Linked DNA regions of Mus musculus: region 1 is linked to region 2. A link is a contact called in public promoter capture Hi-C data. All regions are on one chromosome and are shown on one strand. The core of a region is the stretch at or near the end of the contact, and the rest is flanking DNA. Distances in the headings are between cores, read along the strand shown.

What was found. Promoter capture Hi-C pulls out the DNA fragments that hold promoters and counts their contacts.
Region 1: a contact with region 2 is called in a promoter capture Hi-C map of pre-B cells, with 2.1 times the contacts expected there. The contact joins the promoter of Cnep1r1 here to the promoter of Itfg1 in region 2. A contact is called at or near these places in 5 of 39 promoter capture datasets (embryonic stem cells, hippocampal neurons, liver and 1 more) and 1 of 115 datasets of contacts at active chromatin or transcription factors (astrocytes).

The regions. Positions count from the first base shown.
Region 1 is chr8:88,116,973-88,121,667 of GRCm38.p6, forward strand. It overlaps Cnep1r1 (CTD nuclear envelope phosphatase 1 regulatory subunit 1), which reads left to right and starts at 1,787. Exons shown (of 6, transcript NM_029074.3): 1 at 1,787-1,897; 2 at 2,808-2,879. The coding sequence starts at 1,873. Gm2716 (predicted gene 2716) reads right to left here and starts at 1,635. Exons shown (of 8, transcript NR_151771.1): 1 at 1,394-1,635.
Region 2 is chr8:85,837,786-85,842,284 of GRCm38.p6, forward strand. Itfg1 (integrin alpha FG-GAP repeat containing 1) reads right to left here and starts at 3,164. Exons shown (of 18, transcript NM_028007.3): 1 at 2,749-3,164; 2 at 1,143-1,215. The coding sequence starts at 2,953. Phkb (phosphorylase kinase beta) reads left to right here and starts at 3,203. Exons shown (of 32, transcript NM_199446.2): 1 at 3,203-3,318.

The sequences.
Region 1 (4,695 bases), core at 537-3,036, 2.3 Mb after region 2:
AACAGCCAGGAATATGTCTGACCCTGGCTCAAAACATCAAGATGTCATCATCTAATAAGTATATTTTATAACTCATAGGTTTTGATCCATAACATTAAAAATTCATCTCGAAGCTGGGCATGATGGTACCATGCTTTTAATCCCAGCACTGCAGGTAGGTCTCTGAGTTCTAGGCTAGCTTACTCTACAAAGTGAGTTCCAGGACAGTCAAGGTTGCTATACAGAGAAACCTTGTTTGGAAAAAAACATAACACACACACACACACACACACACACACACATCTTTAAGTCAGGCTTGGCAACTCACACCTGAATACTTGAAAGGCTTAAGCAGGAGGACTGCAAGTTTGAAGCCAGAATGGACCTTTGTAGCAAGTTCATGACCAGCTTAATCTACAGAGAAAAACTCCATCTCTAAAACAAACAAGTCATCGTAAAAGTTTAAATGAGATAATGCATGTAAAGGGTTTGGACCAGAGAAGGCTCCTTAATGGGAAAGTTTAGAAAGTGCTACTAGGGTAGAGGAGTCTATAAAACAAAGGAGTCAGGAGCTGATAAGTGAGTTAGGGCAAAGGTTGATTAGTAAAACACACAATGTATCAATTTTGGGAACATGGCGGTGTTGCTCAAAGACCTTCTCAGCCCTGATCTGTGTGGCTGGATCCTTTCCGTCTTCTTGGGCCTCTCAGCTCAAACTTCCTTGCAACACTTCTGGACCTCCTTCCTCCTGTCTTTAATATTGGTTGCTTTTTCCATAGAGCTACTGTTATCTGAAATCAGTTGCCTACTTTTATGTTTATTGCTCCCTGAAACCTTTCACTGTGAGGAATGCAATCTTATCTACCGTGGTCATAAATATAATGTAATATGGGACAAATACAATGCGTAGCATGTCATGCAATAAATACCTCTTGAATGAATCAATGACCACCAGGAAATAAACAGAAATAACAGGTCATTTTAATCAAATGTTAATTTTGCTAACCCTGTACATATTTTTGTTATACTTACAAAGACATACTTTGTGCATTCTTTTTTTGTTTTGTTTTGTTTTTTGTTGTTGTTTTTTGGTTTTTGTTTTTGTTTTTTTGGTTTTTTTTTTTTTGTTTGTTTGTTTTTCGAGACAGGGTTTCTCTTAGCCCTGGCTGTCCTGGAACTCACTCTGTAGACCAGGCTAGCTTCGAACTCAGAAATCCACCTGCCTCTGCCTCCCAAGTGCTGGGATTAAAGGTATGCGCCACCACCGCCCGGCACTTTGTGCATTCTTTATGACTATATTGGACGACATGAGGAGAAAATAACCAAGAAAGAAATCCTTCCTTAAGGAATTGGATATCTAAAGAAGAGAAATCAAAATCAAGGAAATCTGCTTGGGGGCGCTTCTAGTACTTACTGCTGAACATATCTCAGTTTCTCTTTAGTTCCTTGAGGGCAGGGATAGATTGGTGGTCTCTCCTTAGCAACCAAAATACTGCCCAGAAGTTAGTGGGCGCTCAATCATTGTTTTAAGAACTAAGAAAGCAACCAAGCTTAAAAATAAAGTATGCTTGGACAGAATTCAGTTCCTCCCCGAGGCAGGAGGCGGCGCCATGGCTATATCAGCCTAGCTGCTCGCTATTCTCGGCCCTTCCAGTTGAACATCTAGCGCTGGGTTCCCGAAGGCGTTTGCTGAAATTAGCCAATAGAAAACTAGTTTAGTTGAGGGGTCTGGATGAGCTACCCAATAAACTCAACGTTTCTAGAAAATGGGCGGTGCCAAACGGAGGGGCTGAAGGGAGCGGTTAGAGGTGGGAGTTGGCGCTGTCGGCGGGGCGGGGAGGGCGGGCTGCGATGAGGACCGGGCCGTGGCGGTGACCGGAGCTGCCGCCCGACATGAACTCGCTGGAACAAGCGGAAGGTAGAGTGTGTCTTCCGCCGGGTCCCGTCCCGAGGCTGAGGAGGTCGCGAGGGCGGCGTGGCGGGGACGCGGGGCGCACGGCCGCCGAGGGGTGCCGCCTTCCCCCCCCGCAGGGGCTCGGGGGCCCCCCCGTCTCAGTGACGAGCCCTTGCGAGTTATAGAGTGCGAATTCATTTTCTGTTTGACAACCTAACGAACCGTAACCCTAATTTCTTCCTTGGCTTCTGTAATTGCCGGAATTTAGATGTACTCTTGGCCTTTCAAAGTTTTGTTTTATTTTGATTTTTTAAAAAACACCTCTGTGGGAATAACACCCTACTTCATTCAGAGGTACGCTCTGCCACAGCACAAGGCGTAGGCGCTGCTGCTGGCCGGACGTTCACCGGCGACCCATTCCTAGGAGGATAAGGGAGTATGTTTGTACAGCCCGTTATCTGTGTATGGAAGTCTAGTAAGCCCATACTACATAGCCATCAATTAATGATAAGAGCTAGGGCCGGAATCGGATAATTGCAGTCAATTAGACCTCATGGATTTTGATGTTTCAACAGGAAGTTCTTGGTTCCACAGAATTAGAATTAAGCTGGAGTTTGGTCCATTTATTTGTAAACACCCTCCACCGCACCCCCCAGTTTTAGCTTTTGACTCTTGGCTGAAGTTGCTGCTGGTCTTCCAGCATACCAGTTTTCAAGCTTCTAAAAGTAGACCAACTGGTTTCCAGAAATTGGGATGAACGAAAAATGATGTTTTTGTTGTGTACTTAAAATTGTTATTATATAAGCAAACGGTGCGTGACACAAGTAATTTGATGTGCAAGACCTGTTGGAGTTTGTCGATCTAAAATTTCATTTTATCAAATTTCATTTCGGACTAGAAAGAGCAGATAGAGAACTGAATTCTCTTTACCTAGATCTCAAGGCTTTCGAAAGAAGACTTACTGAATATATTCATTGCTTGCAACCTGCCACTGGACGTTGGAGAAGTAAGTTGCTGAATGCTTTCTAAGGGAAAATAAAGTGTGGTTGATAGCTTTATTCCTAAGTAGGAACGACTCCCTTTCTTTAAAACTTTTGACTAGTAAATCCTTGTTTTACTAAGCTATAAGATTTCTGAGTTTAGACAACTTTTTTTGTTTTTGTTTTTGTTTTTTGTTGTTGTTGTTGTTGTTGTTTTTCCAGACAGGGTTTCTCTGTATAGCCCTGGCTGTCCTGGAACTCGCTCTGTAGACCAGGCTGGCCTCGAACTCAGAAATCCACCTGCCTCTGCCTCTGCCTCCTGAGTGCTGGGATTAAAGGCGTGAGCCACCAAGCCTGGCTAGACAACTTTTAAATGTATTACTTAGTGCTGTTGACAACGTATTACACAGAAGTACTTAAGAAAATTATGAGCTGGCAAGATAGCTCTGGTGTATGCCGTTCAAGCCTATATCCCTCAGTTGCATCTTCAGAAGCCATTTAAAGGGGAAGGAGAGGGCAGACTCCACAAACTTCTCTTCTGACCTTCACATTTGTGCTGTGCTATGACATGCATGCCTATATATACCATGCAGCTACACACACACACTAAATAATTTTTTAAAGAAAAAGGAAATTATAACTGGCTACCCTAAAAGGAGAGACTATTTTATATGGTTGAATTGTTATTTTTTATGAAAATACATATTTTTTAATTTTAAGTGCATGCCTGTTGCCTGCAGAGTCCAGAAGAGGGTACCTTATATCCTGCAACAGGAGTTGCTAGTGATTATAAGCTATTGTGTGGGTGCTGGGGACTGAACCCAGGTTCTCTGCAAGAACAAGTGCTCTTAACTTTTGAGCTATCTCTCCAACCCCACCTCCAATAATATTTTTTTTTTATTTTATGTATGGGTGTTTTGCCTGCACATATGTTTGTATACTACATATGTGCAGTCCCCAAAAGATTCTCTAGGACTGGAGTTATAGAGGGTTGTAAGTTGTCATGTGGGTGCTGGGAATTGAACATGGGACTTGTAGAAGAGCAGCCGGTTGAGCCATTTCTCCAGCCTTAAGAGACATATTTTTAATTAAAAGTTGTAACTTTCAGCTGGGTGGTGGTGGCACACGCCTTTAATCCCAGCACCACCCGGCTGAAAGATTTCTGAGTTTGAGGCCAGCCTGGTCTACAGAGTGAGTTTCAGGACAACCAAGGCTATACAGAGAAGCCCTGTCTCGAAAAATAAAAATAAATAAATAAATAAATAAATAAATAAAAATAAAAAAACAAACAAACCAAAAAACCAAAACCAAAAAAAAAAAAGTTGTAACTTTCTTTTTTTATTTTTTGGTTTTTCAAGACAGGGTTTCTCAGTATAGCTCTGGCTGTCCTGGAGCTCACTTTGTAGACCAGGCTGGCCTCGAACTCAGAAATCCGCCTGCCTCTGCCTCCCAAGTGCTGGGATTAAAGGCGTGCGACACCACGCCCGGCTGTAACTTTCATTAAAAACATGATAAAAATTTTAGTACTGTGTGAATCACTCTAGATTCAGTGAGCTATTCTGTTTCATAAATTAAGTTATACATTGACTTTTGGCTGTGCGCACACATGCACAGTGTAAATACATACATGAACATGTACACACACACATAAGAAACTCCCTAAGCAACACACAATTTGCCTACAAGCTATCGAAATACAATTTTGTTAAGAAAACTCATATTTTGGAGCTGAAGTGGTGGCTTGGTGGTTCAAAGTGCATACTGATCTTATAGAGGACAGTGTTCGGGTCCCAGCATTTACATCAGCCACCTGTAATTCCAGCTCCAGGCTATCTGACACCA
Region 2 (4,499 bases), core at 1,914-4,413:
CCTTTCTCCTTTAGCTTAGAGCAAGCATTCAACTTGCTTCCTCAAATTTGCAAATCATATTGGTTCACTATCATTGGGGGCAATGTTTCATGTATTGCCAACCATAAGCAATAAGGACTATTATTTAAATTACATTAAAATTTTAATTTGAAAATCTTGTGTGGTAGTTTGAATAAGTATGCCCCCATAGCCTCATGTGTTTGAATGCTTGGCCCATAGGGAGAGGCACTATTAGGAGGCATGACCTTGCAGGTTTTGAAGTCCCTGATGCTTAAGTTATGTCCTATGTAGCTCACAGTCTCTTTCTGATGCCTGGGGATCAAGATGTAGAACTCTCAGCTCCTCCAGTACCTTGTCTGCCTGCATGCTGCCATGCTTCCTGCCATGATGATAATGGACTTAACCTCTGAAACTGTAAGCCAGCCCCAACTGTTTTCTTTATAAGAGTTGCCATGGTCATAATGTCTCTTCACAGCAATGAAACTCTAACTAAGGCAGCTTGATTACAATTGTCAAGATCAGTATTTAAAAAACCTCACCATTTGATCAAAAGAGAAAACAAACAAACAGGACAGAGGTCATTGATCTTTCTCCCATATGTAAAACATCTTTAAGATGATGAGATTTTTATGAGTGATCTGCTTCCACGGGAACAATCAGGACGAGACATAGTACATTCGAGAAAGCATATTAGATTGCAAGGGACTGTAGAATGTTTATATAGAACAGACCCGGAGCCAACAAAAGGTATTTTTATTAAGGGGGGTATTTTTAAATTTTATTTTCAATATTTCCTTTTTTAAAATTATATTTTAATTGTATGTTAGTGGGGTATGTGTGTGTTCAGGCTGATACCACAGTGTGTAAATGGAGGTGAGAGGACAGTTTATAGAAGTCGGTTTTCTTCTTCCACCATGAGGATTCTGGGTATCTACCTTAGGTTATGAGACTTGGATTTAGGTGCCAACTCACCAGGCCTCCCAGGTTTAATTAATTAATTTATTTAGTTTCAAAACACTGTTTTCTACGCAGACCTCAGAACTAGGAATTTTGTGTCACAAACCACAGCTGAACACGACTGATCTCAAATACAACCCACACGACTGCATATTCATATAATAAGAAGAATATTATATACTTACTTCAGGGATACCTTTACCTTGGGTTTAAAATAGGGTGCACTCTGATCTGCCAAGAAGACAATTAAGTCATTTCCTAAAAGAAACAAATAAGTTATTTTAGAAAAAATGGTTTTTGGAAAATCATTCGATCAGTGCTTAAAAACTTCCTGGGTACTGTTTCTATAAGAAAGCTTTTACTCTGACCTAGTCAGACAGCACTGCCAAGAATACTCATACAAATCTAATGGAACATGGAAAAGAAAAGTATGGAAAAGGATACTTGTTCAAGGCAATGTGACGCCATGGGATTCAATTAAGGGCCAGGTGGCATAATTCAAAAGAAGCATCCATATAAAGAGCACACCTTAAACTATACTGTTGTATACTGAGTATGAGACCCAAGTTTGATCTGCAGCAATACAGAAAACACCCCCCCCCCCCCACACACACCCTTATTTATACTGTGCTACTGTTAAGTCTTGTGTTTTCCACATCCAATCAGGTCTCCCTCATAGGCTGTTATCATCATACCAAGGATCCAGGAATTCCTACTAAAACATCTACTCACAAGTTACAAGGATATAAGTCAACACATAAGCAGAAAAAGCAGAGCCCTCCACACTTCCCCCTTTGCTTCCACATGGATGGGTCAATTAATGTTCATTGGGACAGACTTTCAGAAACGCTTAATCAAGCACAGGATATCTTCAATGTCTCTGTATCTAGTTTGGATAGATTAGCTACAGACTTTGAGTATTCTTGCAATGTGGGTAATCATTCAAATAGAGGAAAAACCATCCAGGTCTTATAAGAGGTTCTGGGGTCCTGGAAAGAGCACTCAAAAGACCTTGTCAGGATCCTGCCAGTCAGCTTTGTAGGGGCTTTAAACTTTATTCATGGCCTTGGTCCTTAACCACCAACCGATGCACTTGGTCAGCATCAGACATTTTTTCTTTTAAGGCTTAATGTGGTTAATGAACTTTCAATGGCAAGTTGGATGAAGACTATAGCAGTACTCAAGATGAGGAGGGGCCAGATGTACACTAAGCTAAGGCACCTTATGCTGGAGAAGTCTGAAGTTTGAGAATGTATGACCAAGGAGGCACTGCGTTTATCAGCAGTTAACAACAACAGAGGCTGGTGTGAGTGGTGGAGAATTTGGTGCCTGAGGAAGGCACAGTGCCTTTAAAGATCTTAACACAAGGAAGGGCAGAATTAGTAGGAGGTGAAGGCAGAACATCTCTCACAAGAAACTGTCAGCTTGCATGTTTTCTCATCAAAGGGGGTGGAAGATTGGAAAAAAGACGGGAAAGCAAATGCTTAGACCAGAAACCAAGGTTCTTAGAAATCTGGAAGACCTTTGGCAGGCAGGTGATCATTCGCCATATGAAGGCTAGAGGTTTCTAGATGAAGGGAGGTTGGTGTGTTCTTAAGGGTTGGGCTGATGGTCAAGCCGCGGGGTTACTGAGTTAGGACCGAGGGTTGATAAAAACAGGGGAAAGCTGTCCCTGTGCTGAAGATAAAGGGAGAGCCAGAAGACTGGGAAATGCAAGAGGTAGGGTAACAGGAATCAGGGGGCGTGGGTACACCGGGAGGGGCAGACAGAGGAGGGCCGGCAAGCACTGACTTTCCCGCAGCACGAAGAGGTCCGTCTGTTTGTCGGAGTTGAGGTCACCGAAGGCCGCCAGGGTGCCCCAGGCCTCAGCCCCAAAGAGCTCGGCCGTGACGTTGTGCAGAGCCCGCGCCGGGGCAGGCCCAACGCTCAGCAGCGCGAGCCCCAAGAACAGCGGGGCCAGCACCGCCCTGGCGCTAGGAAGCCGGCCTGCCGCCATGGCGCCTTCGGCCCGGCCGGCCTCCGCCGCGCTTGACGGCAGCCGCAAAGCACCGTGCGACTGACCGGCCGACCGAGAAAAGACTCGGGGTGCGGCCTCACGGGCAGCCCCTCGCTGCACTCTCACGCTGCCCTGGGGCTGTTTCTCCGACGACCAAGACGCCGAGGAGCTAGGGCGGCGTCTGCCCGGGAACTCACTTCCGGCTGTCGTGCCTCCCGACAGTGTCGCGCGAGGGGGCGGGGCCGGGCCGGCCTCGCTGACTGGCAGCTGGGGTGGTGGGCACTGTGCGATGGCGGGGGCTGAGGGACTCATGGCTGAAGTAAGCTGGAAGCTCTTGGAACGAAGAGCCCGGGCCAAGCGCTCAGGTTTGACTGCCTGTGACCACAACCTTCCCCCTCCTGGGTACAGGGGGTGGTGCTCCTCCGCAAGTCCCCTGGAGGGAGGCAGGTGGGATCTGTCCTGGGGATCAACTTGCTTCCTTAAGTTGGCTCCAGAAAGCAATAGGTTTCTCTTGCTGCCCTGCTCTTGTCCATCTTGGTCCCCATTCCCCAATCCCTGCACTTCCCCCATTTAGATAACGTCTGTCTTTCTCCCCCAAGTTATTTCCTCTCCAAAGTTAGTGATAAGCTGACTTCTCCAGAAACTTTGCCGAGTAAGTCAGCTAGTGACAAGTTCTTTGGAACCTGAACGCTCTTGCTCTGCAAAAAGTAGACCTCCATTTTTAGTGAGGTCCTAAAGAGCTGGCGACTACTTTTGTCTCATATGCCCCCTTCACATTCCTCAGTAATTTTTAGCTGCAGCCAGTTCTGTGTGTCAGAAATTGAGGAAGACGGTTTGTGCCACAAGTTAAGTTAGTGTACAGTTATGACTCAGAATGAAATTGGCCCCTTCCCTAGCCAAATGGTCCCACCACCTGTAGCTTCTAGTTGTGGTTCCCAACCACGGAGATTAAAAAGCCAGCAGTCCGAGTGTCCTGAACTGACTTGTTCAAATTGCAAAGTCACACTGGCGTTTTAAAAGTTAGTACTCCTGATTAATAACTTTCCAGAGAGCCAGCAGTGAAACTGCCACTTTTGAAATTGGATACAATCTTGGGGGAAAAAATGTGTCCTTAAACACGAGAGGTGGGGGACAAGAAATGTTCAACCAAGAACCTTTCCCTTGTCAAAGATTGACGAAAGATTGTAGAAAAGTACTGTATTTGTTAAAGTATTGCCAATTTCATTCCATTTGAAATCTTAAAATTTTTGTGTGTTTATTTACTTAGGACTTAGGGTTGTAATGGAACAAACACATGAAAAGTAAGAGAAATTTTTAGAAAGCAGTTGACTCAAGTTCAGAGTCAGTAGAATTATTTGAAACAGTTGTAGGGATATTTGTTGCTTATATTTTCTTTTATTGTGTCATATAGAAATTTTGAGTTGGTTATTAACACTGTTGCTGTGGGAATAGAAAAAGTGCTATTAGGTTGTTCTGGGCAAAGAGAATAACTAGTCTTTTGCCAGGGTCTTTAACCGTCCTCTCAACCCCCAACATGTATTTTTGC